2 separate regions of the Mus musculus genome follow, and region 1 is linked to region 2. Evidence: chromatin contacts called from public HiChIP or PLAC-seq data. All regions are on one chromosome and are shown on one strand. The core of a region is the stretch at or near the end of the contact, and the rest is flanking DNA. Distances in the headings are between cores, read along the strand shown. Region 1 holds the start of Atg4c (autophagy related 4C, cysteine peptidase). Region 2 overlaps Dock7 (dedicator of cytokinesis 7).

Region 1 (3,673 bases), core at 50-2,549, 240 kb after region 2:
TCTGGTAGCACATGTGTGATGGTAAATCTCGGTGGTCAGTTTGACTACATCTAGAATTAATTCAGACCAAAGCTGCTGGGTACTGTAGTGAGGAGTTTTCTTAATCAGATTATTTGAAGAAGAAAGACCCACTCTAAATTTAGACCACATTTTTTTGGTAGCAGTCCAAATAAAAAAAAGGAAGGAAACTGTTCTACATCCATTTGCCCCACCTTTGCTGGCAAGTTTATTTGTCCAGTTGCTGCCAGTACTAAATCCAATTTCTTTGGAATTGAAATGAAGACAGTGCTCCAGGAATCTTCCAGGATCCAAGTGCCAGAATGGGATTTCTGAGACCTGTAGCCTCATGGACCAATTACCAGAGTCTTGGCCTTTTCAGTGTGAGACAGCCATTGTTGAACTACCTGGACCACATCCTGTAAGCAAGTCTAATATACACTCCTCTTATCAGTTCTGCTTCTTAGAGAACCCTCATACAAGTCCTTATAGAAGTTATGAGAAGGACAGCTTGTGAGATCTGTGCTATCTCCTCTCCAAGTCATCAGAAAGTGTTCTGCATTTCAAAATATGAAACAAACTATCCAAGCAGACAAAGGAGCAGATACCTTGTTATCTATGCTAATAAATGACCCTCTTGTTGTCTTGTTATACCCCTGTCCGGCCCATGTGACTGGTGAATAAATTGCTCTAGTAATTAATTCTAGGCAACTGTTTTCATGAGACTAACATGAAATAACTTTCCCAGCGTCCTAGCACAGATCTCTTATTCCAACACTAGGGGATTGAGAGAAGATAATGAGTTCTGGGTCAGTCTGGCTGTATTGCAAGTCCCTATCTTCAAATAAAACGCCACTCAATTCTAATCGTGAAACAGTTAAAATTCAAAGAACATATTTTGTATTCCAGAAGGCGTTCATTCTCTCGATGTTTAACTGTTTAACTGTCTGGTAGCAGAGATTGTTGATTTTTTTCCCCCTTGTAGTTTCTGCTCTTATTTCTTATGTATTGCTCCAACAGTCTGCGTTACTGAAAACAATATATTAGTAGAATTACATGTTGACATCATTTAGTATATCTCTCCCGATTTTTTTTTTAAAGGCAGGTCCTGTACTGTAATTCTTAACATGAATCTGAATGTGAAAACTGAATGCTCCACCAGGATGTAATCAATACCCCATACCACAGCTTGCCTTGGAGTAGACAGACTGTTAGTCTTTTAATCCAAGTGGGCTTGGTTTTAAGGACCCAGAGCTCTGTGCATGCTGGATCTTGTAGTCCCGAAACCGCAGACGCTCACCGTGCGTGGCGGGTAGTAGCTGAAGTCCAGTAGTTACAGTTACGAGGGACAGCTGTAAATCTAACTTGGGCCTGCCCCTCACAAATGAACTGCTCTAGGCTCTGAGCTTGCAGCCCGGGAGCTTAGGGTCTCCGACAGGGCTTCCTGCAGGACCGCGGCCTGCGGAGGCTTCGGTGTGCTGTGCTACGGTGGCCGCGCGGGGCCGCGGGCCGCACGTCCTGCGGTGCGTACGCGCTGTTCGGAGCGGCTGCTGGAGCCGACGCGCGTCTGGTGTGGGGACTCCTGCGCGGCTGTACAGTTATCCAGTCCCGTGTCGCCGAGGGGTCGGCTCGAGGCTGGCGGAGTGGAGAAGGTTGGAGCTTGGTGTTTGTAGTCTACGAATGGCCGGTTCTGGGGGCGGCCCTGCCCTTGGTGCAGACCCGTGGCCAACCGTCTGGGTTCCTGGAGGGTTTTGGAGCCTCTCTCGATTCTGCTTCCTCCTGAGGGTTATCTTCTGACGACTCCTCCTCGCCCTTTGAACTGTAAGCCTTCCAGTGGCCGGCTGTTCTACCCTTCTTGACCAGGAAAGGTTTTCTCCCTAGCCGCCGTATCCCATTGACTCTTCCTTGTTTCTCTTCATTTAAAACAAAAAGAGTGTATGTGTGGGAAATGTTAGATCTCAATCTGTCCGTCTGTAGCCCCGTTGCCCCTTTCGTTGTTTGAAACCGCAATCTGTAGCATTATATACCCTGGCTGTGCTAATAACGCTGACTTCATAGACCGGCTTTTGCTCATTCTCACATGCCCACCCACATCTGAGGGTTATTGAAGTTGGAAACTCAGACTACAATCTTCCGTGCGATGACCCGACATCACTGGGTCAGCTCAGCATAACTCTGCTTGAGTTTATTTTCTTAGGGTTTTTGTCGTATATTTTTGTTATCTTTATTGATTACTTTTCCACACGAGGTTCATTGCGACCTCGGGGCTAAGACTGTATTATTTTATAGCTTTTTAATCTTTGAATTACTTAGGTGAAGATTTCCTTCTGTTTGTTTACCTTTTCTGACCTTACATTCCCTTGGGAGTTTGGAATTGATTTTGTGTCAGTTGATAGCAGATAGACACAAAGGAGTGATCTTTCCTGCCTGCTGCTTGTGGCTTTTAATTAGATTATGAGTCTTTGGAAGTGCCCAGAGGGATTGGAAAGGTTTTGAAATGTATTTTCGGAGTTTCAAATGATAAAGCTTTTATTTTTCCAACTAGGGAAGAGTTCTAATTAGTCTAGTGTCTGAAGCTAATTAACTGGTTCACCTGCCATAAGAATTTGAGAACTGAAGTTAAAAACTGGGCAATGTGAGGGATTGTCTACATTAGTAAAATGAGTTTAGAGGCCCCCTTAATTGATGCTTTTTCTATAAAAGGGGATGCACATATATTTTAAAAAGAATATTTTGTTATGTGGGTGTTTTTCTACACATATGTCTGTTCATCATGGGTATGCCTGCTGCCCCCTGAAGTCAGAAGAGGGTATGTGATCTCTAGGGACTGGAATTGCTGATGATTACCTTGGGTGCTGGGAATCGAACCAAGGTCATCCACAAGAGTAGCCAGTGCTGGTGACTGCTGAGCTAACTCTTTAGCCTGGATACAAATATATTGAAAAATGTTTTGTGAAACTCTTTTTTTGAAGCTTTGTTCTTAGTAGTCTGATAGAATTGGTTAATGCTTTTGTATTGCTATTTGCTAATGTTATACACAGAGATATTTGGTGTCTTATTTTCTGGGAACCCTGTAATTTAAGTGACTTTCCCAGCTGCCTTTTTAATTATTGTGTTGCAGTGTTTCTAATACTTCTTTGTTTTGTTTTGTTTTGTTTTAAAACAGTCTAACCACACAACCTGGGCTAACTCAACTCTTTCTTCCCACCTCGGTGTCCAGAGTGCTGGGTTTATGGGCGTGTGTCATTCTTCTTTAAGAGATACAGTCTGTAACTATCAATAAAATTAAAACATATGCTTCTGAGTTGGGATTATTTCTAATCAATCTGAAATACATTCAGTTATGTTTGCTATTATAAATGTATACTATTTTAGAATTGGTGGGTGCCTGTAATTCCAGCTCTCAGGAGGCTGATGCAGGAGGAGTTCCATGAGTTTGAGGCCAGGCTGGGGCACATAGTTTGTTCTAGGTCAGCTTGGGCCATAGAGTGAAACTCTGTCTCCAAACGTAACAAAACAAGTAAACACTAAACCACCAACCAACCAAACAACCAACCAAACAAAATGACTTCCAGGAACAAACAAAACCCAACATACTCATTTTCAGAATTCATTCATGAAATTCTTTACTGGAAAAAAGGTAAGAAGCTAGCTACATAACTACATAATTTTTAAA
Region 2 (4,162 bases), core at 187-2,686:
TCTGTGATTGTTAGCTTTCAAACTATGTTTCACACACGAAAAACTGTCCTTCTGAAAACCAAAAATATTAGAATATTATACTCTAGCTGTATGGCTTCAGAGGCTTCCAGGTTAAAATATTATTTTCAATCCTTAATATTTAAAGACAGTAATTAGGATTCACTTCCCTTAGCTAAACTTTCCAACTCTCAATCATGGTATAATACTAACTTTCTTCAATTTTATTGGTCTTTCCAGAGACACCCCATAATGCGTATGATCCCAAAACCCACACAATCTTGTGATGTGCCCTAACTGGGAAGGTCCTATGGCTCATTGCCTAAATCTGACTAAAACTTAACTACCTCTTTAAACATACTTTTTGTATTGATATTGTTATTTTAGCTATATCTTCACTGACAGAATAAAAATAAGACTTCCTCCTCAAAAGAATAAAATATGAAATCAAATGTTACAATTTAAATTAGTACATACTGTAATGAGTACTATCAAGAACAGAAGATTAATTTTGTTGGAGCCAAATCACAGTTAGGGTTCTAGCCATCCACGGGGCTCAACATTAAAAAGGGGGGGCAGGTGGACAGAGGAAAAAGGAGGGGCCTCTCCAGTAGATACAGGAGGAAAAAAAGTTAGCTCCAATCCTAAAAGGGAACATATGTGAAGGAAATCATCCAACCATCCATCCAAGTATTGATGGAATACCTAAGATACATCAGGCATATGTATACATCACATATGACTTGACCAGCGAGAAACAGAGAGAGGTCTCATCAAGCAAGTGACAGATGAGGAAAGAGCTAGAAAGCTATTTACATTGATTTCTGGGGAAATATACTCCAGCCAGATGGAGAGCCAGTGCAGAGGCCCTGAGACAAGAGCTGACCTGAGGGATTTGAGGAACAGAATGGAGAACAGAGTGGGTGGAGCAGAGAAAAATCAATAGAAACACAGGAGACAAGAGCAACAGAAAAATGGCAAGGAGTCCTTGGATGGTGCGTGTGCACACGGGTGTGCTGTAGAGGGTGGGCACACACCAAGAGCGGCTCATAGTCTGAGTAATGGTGTTTTGGTTTAGATTTCTCCACTGCTCACCTACAGGCCGGTACCCACTTTTTAAAGCACAATCATGTAGCTTCACTTGCAGCAAAAACAATTCCTTCCACTTCATTTTCTTTTGTTTTGATACCTGCTTTGGTTTTGAATAACTTTCCTGTAAGTTAGCATTATTTCCTTTACTGTTTAGAATTCATTCTGAATTTCACACCACTCCCACACTAGATATAGCTTATTCTTCATAAGTGGTTTTACTCATGTTTTCCTTAGCTCTGTAGGTTAAGATGAGACTAGGCACCAGCAAAGCAAACTACATTCCACACCAGCCACATTTACATGTGTCTAGCTTTGTTCTCTTTGCTAAGGAAGGGCCCTGTTGGGCTGGAGCACTTGCCCCAGGACACTTGGCTGTTTCCTACACTGCCTGACTTCCACACAGGCGTGCCAGCATTGGACACATTGCTCATCTCCTTTTCCTTCCGTTAGGCCTATTCTTTCTAAACACTTTCAGCCAGATTCTTCTGGCCGAGATTTCTACTTGGGAACATATTAAATGGAACAACTCATTAACTGATTTCTTTGAGGGGTTGATCCAGTGCCTTCCATGCCCTGGCAAGCACTCTAGCAATGGATGGCACCTCATTTCTTTTTCCTTTTCCTTTTCTATGTTGAGATAAGACTTCGATAAAATTTCCAGATTGGCCTTGAACTAGTAATCCTTTTGCCCCCTCCTCTGGAATGGGTGGGGTTATAGGGTGTGCCACTGTACATGACCTTTTTGCTTAAATTTTATGTTGATTTCAACAGGAGCTAGGGATAGCTCAGTACTCCAGTATTTGTCTAGACATGTCTATGGGTCTGATCCCCATTATATCAGCATCATCAACAAAACCAACAGATTTCACGTGAGAGTAATGGTAATGTCAATCGTATAAACACAGCAGCAACACAAGCGATCTCCAACACGCCTGAGCACTGGCTGTGCTAGCAACACTTTATATGTATTATATTAACTTTCTTTTCTTTTTAGTTTTTTAGCCTATGCTGCTGGCCTTGAACTCCCAATCATCCTGCTTCAGTCTACAGATAGCTGAACCTACAGACATGCAGCAGCATGCCCAGCCTACATGTATTACGTTAATATATTTGGCAGAATTCTGTGACTGACACCACTTTTTTGATCCTCATCTTATAGATGAAACAAAACAAAATAAAACAAAATTTAAAAAACCCAATTTCTGGCATTTTTATGTGACACCCAAATCAAAACTTTACTTCAGCTACATCTTTCCCACCGTCCACTCACAAATAGAAACCTAGGCCTCAAGAATGGCCTCTGTGTTGTCTTCACTTCTCTGGTGTTTTTCTTAAGATTTCCTGTGAAGCTCTGTAAGTAATTCAACTTATTTTTAACTTATTTTTTTTGTTTTGTTCCAGTTTTAAAGCAGGGTTTCATGGAGTCCCTATATAGCCAAGACTGGCCTTGAACCCTTGATCTTCCAGCCTCAGCCTCCTGAGTCCTATGATTAAAAGCATCTGCCACCATGCCTGCTGAGTTGGATTACTTCTCCTTCTCTGTTTGCTTTATCTCTATATTGCAGTGCCATCCTTTACCATAACTTCTGTATTTTGCAGATCTTTCTTGCATAAGCCAATGTAAAAATCAAGTGGTAGCTTAACAGACATCCTCATCTCAGATTCAGCCTAACCAGTTTCTAATCTGAAGTTCAATTCTAGTCATTATATAGCTCCATCCCCAGAAAAAATGTCATATCCAGTATCACCTACAGTTTTCTAACCACAGAGCCAGCAGATGAGGCAAACCAAAACAGTATAGCAAGGTCCTACTAGATCCACCTTCCAGTCTGCCACCAGGAAGACATCAACTCTACAAAGCACTTCTGAGGATGCACAGATCTTCCCTCTGAATGGTCCTGCAGCCAGCACACCTATTGTCTTGTTCCAGAGTTAAAGGCCCACAAGTGCTTTCTACCCATTCTCTCTCTCTTCCTGTATCACACATCCCCCCCCCCCCCGAAACCTAAAAGTATCCCATGCTCCATCCTTGAAACAAAAGAAACAAAACAAAACAGAAACAAAACACTCCCTGTTTAGGGTCATTCCTCTCCACTGTAATTACAGTTGTTTCTAATTCTGCACTCGTTTTATTTCCTTAAATGAATTATACTATTTACCTCAACATTAGTACAGAAGCCAGACTGTAGTCAGTGTTTCTGAGCACACCAAAGCCAAAGCATTAACTCACATTTATGTTCATCCAATTTAGTAATGAGTTTAAGGCAATCATTTTAGATGCTTCTAGGTCAAAGAATAGGGGATAAATATATCTTTAGTGATGCATCAGAGTTTATCTTTATAAAGTTAACTTTACGCTCTAGCTGTTCTGGATACCAAAAGATACATGGAGAACGGTAATCTCTTTAAAGGAAGAGGATGTATTTTTTTTTAATAGAGAAATGTTATGTGACTATGTTATCAATATTTGAAAAGAATTGTTTTGAAAAAATGAGCTTATGGTGATGAATTTCTTCAAGCAGATTGATAACTATTTGGCAAATGAATACATCTAAATGGATGTATACAAGATGTGAAATGGTCATCAGATTTTCACACAGAAATTAACTTTTTCTTTTAAAAATATTTTAAATGAGTTATAGGAAATGATTTATTTCATATTATTTAGAGAATAATAAATGGGCTTTGGAAAAAATGAAAATTAAGATATTAGGAACAAAACATGGTAGTTAACAGTGATGAGTTCTTGAGAGTTTCACAGAGTGTCACCTGGCATGTAAACACTTTGGCAAACTGCTAAACATGGTCGGGAGTTCTCTCTCCTCTCCCACCCTCTGTCTCCTAAAAGCTGTGCCAAGTCAAATAATTTCTACTGAATCAAGAACAGAATGTAAAACAAGGAACAATGCAGACTCAAGAAACCTTATATTATATAGAAATCGCCTTACTAGGTATCAATCCATGAGCATTCTATGAGAATACTAAGAAATTAGCTAAGAAACAGTTTTCAGAAAAAATGAAATCACTGAAGCTGTCAGAGTTAAACAGGAAAATATTCACAAGATAGGAACTT

The links. HiChIP or PLAC-seq counts read pairs in DNA pulled down with a chosen protein or histone mark.
Region 1: an H3K27ac HiChIP or PLAC-seq map of embryonic stem cells shows a contact between it and region 2, with 6 read pairs. The contact joins the promoter of Atg4c here to the enhancer-like site in region 2. A contact is called at or near these places in 26 of 39 promoter capture datasets (the 3T3-L1 cell line, 3T3-L1-derived adipocytes, the C10 cell line and 16 more), 3 of 15 datasets of contacts at CTCF or cohesin (embryonic stem cells, large pre-B cells and pro-B cells), 78 of 484 Hi-C or Micro-C datasets (the 63-12 cell line, B cells, the BV-2 cell line and 36 more), 25 of 115 datasets of contacts at active chromatin or transcription factors (the NIH/3T3 cell line, VIP interneurons, acute myeloid leukemia and 11 more) and 5 of 9 other capture datasets (adipose tissue, embryonic stem cells, liver and 2 more).

Annotation. Positions count from the first base shown.
Region 1 is chr4:99,192,635-99,196,307 of GRCm38.p6, forward strand. It overlaps Atg4c (autophagy related 4C, cysteine peptidase), which reads left to right and starts at 1,300. Exons shown (of 11, transcript NM_175029.3): 1 at 1,300-1,818.
Region 2 is chr4:98,948,100-98,952,261 of GRCm38.p6, forward strand. All of the region lies in intron 43 of Dock7 (dedicator of cytokinesis 7), which reads right to left. Among named protein-coding and RNA genes, the nearest start is that of Usp1, 26 kb to the left of the region's middle. Within about 2 kb of position 1,437, at least 17 of the 459 cell types and tissues checked have an H3K27ac peak or open chromatin away from gene starts, as enhancers often do. A contact at or near this core is called in embryonic stem cells and trophoblast stem cells, where this site is marked.